Linked DNA regions of Sus scrofa: region 1 is linked to region 2. The links are chromatin contacts, called in public Hi-C maps. All regions are on one chromosome and are shown on one strand. Each heading gives the region's core, a stretch centred on a gene start, on an enhancer-like site or on the middle of the called end of the contact. The rest is flanking DNA. Distances are from core to core; before and after follow the strand shown. Region 1 holds the start of EPHX3 (epoxide hydrolase 3). Region 2 holds the start of AKAP8 (A-kinase anchor protein 8).

Region 1 (2,700 bases), core at 146-2,645, 130 kb after region 2:
CATTTGTACTGAATATAAAATCACTGTCCTGTGACTACTGCTGTCTTTTTCTTTAAGGGTAGAGCTGGGGGTGTAGGGGGAATGTGGGAATCAGTGTTCTATAGCAGAGGAAGAAGGGAGTTCCACACCCATAGACCTTGCAGCCAGATTAGAGTACTCAGGCAGGATACAGCATCATCAAGTGGCTGGACCATTGATTTGATGAAAATGTAAATGAAGCCAAAGCCACAATACAGCCTAATCATGCAAAATAGGTAAGTGGTAAGTGTGCAGGGCAAACACTTGTGCAGTATGAGCAGTGTAATCACAGGCACCTATTAAGCTCTGAAATGCATTGTTTACTGAGGCAGCACCACGTAAACCACTATTTCCCTTTAAGTAAGGACCCATGGGCTTAATTATGGTCCTAGGACAAGTATAATGTTTAGCAGTCTTGACAATACCAAGGTAAGGCTAACAGTGCTAAGTGTCAGGGAAAATGGGAAGTGATGAAAAATAGGTGAAGTGTTTAAAAGAAATATGAAAACTAAACATGGAAAATGCTTGTGCAGTGGTGGTGACAGTGATACAGTCAATGGATAATGCCCCAAATAGGTAAATCAGGAAGTAGCCACATAAGCACATTTAGAGGTAGCTAGGTAACCAACCCCCAGAAAAAAGCTAAAATCTTTCCAATGGCTGCCTCCAGGGGGAAGGAAAGGTGGAGCCCAAGACTGCTGCTTTTCTCAAGTTCTGATTGCTGTTGAACCAGCTATTAGGCTTTAGGCAAATGAATTTCAGGCTCGTGATCTATACCGTAATACAGGGAGGTGATAATACTACCTACACTAATGGTTGTTGTAAGGGTTAAATGATGAATGACCTTGAAATGTTCGGGATGTTGGGGGAAGTTTGCAAAACAGGAGGAAGAAGGTATCCTGCCAGACTTCTCGCCTGGCCCTACTCAGCTACCTCTTTGGCCAGAGTCCCAATGACAACCATCCCTGTTCTTCGGCGCTCAGGCATATATCCTTTAGAAGTCAGTCTCCCGCCTGCTGCCGCCACCCGCGGAGCCCCGGCGTCTACAACCGCAGATTGGTAAGTCAATGACCGCCTCTGTCCAATCACATCTGTGCAGGGGCGGGCCGACGGGTCCGCTGGACCAACTGGAGGCTATCGTGGGGTCGAGGCGGCTGAACCACCGTTGGAACCAGGGCTTGGAGAAGGTGCTGCAAGGAGGGAGGGTCGCGCGTTTCCGGGTGGGGAGCTCCAGAGAGGGCGACGGCAGGGTCTCCCAAGGCATGCTTTGGCCGTGGCGACACCCCACGCCACCCTCCCAACCCCAGTCATGGCACCGTCTGTCCCACACCTTCCGCTTCCGGACCCGCCTGACCCGCCATATTAGGTTCCGACCCCGCCCCTCCGTCTCATTGGCCCGTATGCAGGCCGATCCCCAGCTCATTGGTCCAGCCCTCGCACCCAAGCCATCCTGGCCCAGCCTCAGACCTTCTCGGCCCAACGTTAGGCCCCGCCTTCTTTCGGTTCCACCTTCGTCCGCACCCTCCTTAGCCACGCCCCAAGCCCTCGCAACGCTCCTAGGTAGGCCTAGTTGAGTTCACCTTTCCAGCCGGTAGGCGGTACCTACCCTGCACTGCCCCGCCCCTTTATCTCAGGCTCCGCCCATTTCACCCACGGTGCCCCCCTGTCTCTTGTTTGTGCAGGACCCTATCTCTCCCTCTCGACTTTTGACCCCCACCCACACACCCAACAGGGAGGCCTACTAGACCCCGCCCCCCTAAGCCCCGCCCAAGCATTTCTGATCCTGCCCACAGTCCTGGCCCCAAGCTTCCCTTCTCGCCAAGACTCCACCCCAACCACCCTAGGGCTGGTCCTCGCAGTTCCACCCCTGCACCTCGAGCCTCCTTGTTCCCCATCACCGTCGCGCTCAGGTGTTTACCTAGCACTTAGGTGAGTAGTGCGCGGTGACAGTTTCGGTCTGAGCTGCCAGCCTCTTCTCTCCGCGCTTTCCTCAAGCCCCGACAGCACGGAGGGACCCCAGACCAAAGGCGGTGGGCTCCGCAGCCCAGATCCCGCCTTGCCGCTGCAGCCAGTGCCCCTTGCCCAGACCCTAGACGGCCACGCAGTCGTGCCGGAACGCGGTGACATGCCCGAGCTGGTGGTGACGGCCCTGCTGGCGCCATCGCGCCTCACTCTGAAGCTGCTTCGCGCCTTCATGTGGAGCCTCGTGTTCTCCGCGGCCCTAGTGGCTGCAGCAGTTTACGGCTGCATCGCTCTCACTCATGTGTTGTGCCGGCCCCGACGCGGCTGCTGCGGCCGACCCCGGCGCACCCCACCCGCCTGCTTAAACGACCCCACGCTGGGCGAGCACTGCTTCCTGACTCTCAAGGTGAGTGCGTGGGGCGGCACCACCGGGGTTTCGAGGGTCAAGGAGCCAGGGAGGCGGGGCTGTCTAAGACCCGTGCGGGGTGGCAAATAGTTGAATCCAAATCTGGATCTGCGCATGCCTGGGGGGTGTGGGAAGTGAAGTGTTCCCACACTTCTTAGGGAAGAGGGGTTTCCCAAGTCGCATACTGTGCCCTTTCCCAGAGCTCAGGCGTGCACCTGCACTATGTCTCTGCTGGACGCGGCAATGGTCCCCTCATGCTGTTTCTGCATGGCTTCCCGGAGAACTGGTATGTCTGAGACCCAAAGGCCTGGAAT
Region 2 (2,758 bases), core at 130-2,629:
GTCGGGTTGGTTAACCACTGAGCCAGGTTGGGAACTCCAAAAACTTTTACTTTTGATACATTCTATCAAACTGATTTGCAGAAAATAAACAGTTGAACCTCTCGCCTGCAGAGTATTAAGTGTCTCTTTTTAACCTTCCCATTTGGGGGTATAATTCTTAATCCTGGGAATCCCATGGAATAAAAAGATGTATGTATATTAGTTAAATACACTGACTGACGTTCATATTCCTGCTTTTATACCTCGTTTATCCTAGAGAGTTCCTTTCATATTAAGGCAGGTGGCCCCTTGTTAGGGGTTGCACATTTACTTGGTCTTCAATAGGTTTCTTAATTTGTTCACTGCTTATAATTTTTATGTAAGCAAATCAGATTTCTGCCATACAGCTGTAAAGACATGTCTTTAATCAGTTACAGTTACATACAGTAAGTAAGTATGGTATGGAAAGATGGAGGAGCATTTGGGCAAGGATCAAATCAGGTCATGGTTCCATGCTTGTAGAGGGGAAATCAAGCTTGTACCCAAGGGTACATTTACAGACCTACGAAATCTGGTTGGAATCATTGGCGGTGCTGAGCCCCGAGGTGTAGGTGGAGAGGGGTGCCCTTACCGATCTGGCTTGGTGGGAATGGGGCGAGTTTTGGATGCCTGGAGCAGCCTCTCCAGCCCTGCCTGCCTTGCCCGCAGCTCATGATGGAGCAGTCTAAGAAGTCCTCGCTCATGGTGGCTCGCAGCATCCTTAACAACAAGCTCATCAGCAAGAAGCTGGAACGCTATCTGAAGGTGAGGTGCTTGCCTTTGTCACGCGGCCCGGTCCCCAGCCCCGGTGCCTGATTCGGGCCCTGGGGTGCTCCCATTTCTAAAGTATCGCCGTCCCCCGCAGGGAGAGAACCCTTTCACCGACAGCCCGGAGGAGGAGAAGGAACAGGAGGAGGCCGAGGGCGGTGCCCTGGATGAGGGGGCGCTAGTCGAAGCAGCGGGAGTCGCAGAGGACGCGCCGGCTCAGCCCCCGGTGCCCCCGGAACCGGTCTCTGGGGCTGCGACCCCGCCCCCACCTCCGCCCCCTGAGGAGGAGGAGGAAGCCTTGCCCCTGCTGGGCGGGGCGCTGCAGCGCCAAATCCGAGGCATCCCAGGCCTCGATGTAGAGGCTGACGACGAGGAGGAGGGCGGAGGGGGCGCTCCATGACCCGGGCGGGCGGGGCCCGCGTGGCAGAGGCTAGAAGCGGAGTCTAATAAAGTTCTTCCCTTCCCACCTCTTCTTATTTTGTCTGTGGTGCGGTCCTAGTGGGCGAGCGACTGGATCTCTGCTTAGAGGTGTGTATCTGTGGGTGGGCCTCGGAAGGATGGGTTGCAGCTGCGCACTAGCGGCGAGGAGAAGCAGGGATACGCTTGCGCGCTGCGAGGCACAGCGGCCCGGACCAAAACTCCCAGGATGCTATGAGCACCGATCCGGAACAACCGGAAGGCCACCTGGAGTGGTGAGGGCGGGTCCGTCGTAAATTCCCGCCAGTAGTTGCGCGCGGAAGGGGTGACGTATCAACTGGCTTACCAGTAGAAGACAGCGGGAGTTGGGTTCAGCGCATGCGTCCTGTGGTAGTCTGGAAAGAGGAGCTGCTGGCGGGCCGAGCTGAAGACATGGAACAGGGCTACGGAGGTTAGTGTGGGCAACTTAGTGCGGGGTGGGACGGGCAGGTGGTGCCCAGGCGACACCGTCGCCGCGCAGAGGGCCACGGGCTGGGGCCTACTCCAGAGCCCAGTTACTACAGTCCGGCCCTGCAGAGGGGCGGCCGGGACGCGCGCACGCAGTTCATTGGACCTCGGCGCAGTCGCTCCCGGGCCGCTGCATGCGGATTGGCCGATGGAACCTGGGGACGTCGGCGGAGTTCGGCTGGCCGACGCTACGGCGGGCTTCGGGGGGCGCCTTGAGCCTTTAGGACCGTTTCTGCTTCTCAGCCCCACCGGGGCTGTAGGCCCCGCGGATCCCTGCCGCCCGCAGGGCCGCAGCCTCTTTCGGAAGACGCCACAAAATGGCGGCGCCAGAGGGCGGAGCTATGGCGCGAGCTTGTGGGGCGTGGGGTCTGCAGCCGCGGCGGGAGGAGGGACTGCTGTCTCTTTCCCGGCCTTCGGGCCTTCCTGGGTACTTGCGGGGCTTCGTTGGGTCTTCTGCGCCGCCCACGTGGCCTGGAGCACCGGTCCGGAAGCGGTATGAGCGGCACAGGTTCGGACCGCCAGCGGTGCAGTGCTGAGGCCTTGAGTAGTGCGGCGCCTGCGTTCTCCCTGGGTTGTGTAGCTCTGAGGCAAGACACTGAGAGTCAAATGCTGGGTGTTTTCTTTGTCAAAACTTGGAAACCCGTTAGTGGTTCTCCTCCGGGCATCGCCTTGTGGTGGCCTGGAGATGCCAGAGGGGTTTTGTAAAAGAGAATGTGCCCTTTCTCCACTTGAGTTTCAGAGCCTGCGGCAGGACCTTCTTGGGTGACCTCTCAATCTAGAATCAGCCTCCTGGGAGGCTTTTGTTCTATGCTGGAAGCCGCGTTTACCCGCCGGGAGCAGTAGAAATATGCAGGAATGGGCTTGACCAAGCTCCGATACCCCATCCAGGTGTTTGAGGTTTGAGAAGCAAGCGATCTGATTTTGGCTGCAACAGGGAAGGCGCTAGTCTTGAATGGTGGCAGTATTAGCAGGAGACCAGCAGCAGGAATTGCAGAAGCAGAAAAGTTCCCAGGTGCATGGTAGTGCTCTGTTGACTCAATCTGGTTCT

What was found. A called contact is a pair of places that touch in the nucleus more often than the background predicts.
Region 1: a Hi-C map of skeletal muscle shows a contact between it and region 2, with 5 times the contacts expected there. The contact joins the promoter of EPHX3 here to the promoter of AKAP8 in region 2. A contact is called at or near these places in 2 of 5 promoter capture datasets (fetal liver and liver), 5 of 47 Hi-C or Micro-C datasets (heart right ventricle, liver and skeletal muscle) and 2 of 2 datasets of contacts at active chromatin or transcription factors (alveolar macrophages and skeletal muscle).

Annotation. Positions count from the first base shown.
Region 1 is chr2:62,347,136-62,349,835 of Sscrofa11.1, forward strand. It overlaps EPHX3 (epoxide hydrolase 3), which reads left to right and starts at 1,396. Exons shown (of 8, transcript XM_005652901.3): 1 at 1,396-1,947; 2 at 2,105-2,386; 3 at 2,587-2,672. The coding sequence starts at 2,144.
Region 2 is chr2:62,220,681-62,223,438 of Sscrofa11.1, forward strand. AKAP8 (A-kinase anchor protein 8) reads left to right here and starts at 1,380. Exons shown (of 14, transcript XM_003123431.4): 1 at 1,380-1,654. The coding sequence starts at 1,582. AKAP8L (A-kinase anchor protein 8-like) reads left to right here. Exons shown (of 24, transcript XM_005652898.3): 13 at 688-783; 14 at 884-1,654. The coding sequence ends at 1,186. All of the region lies in intron 1 of LOC110259330 (a long non-coding RNA gene), which reads right to left.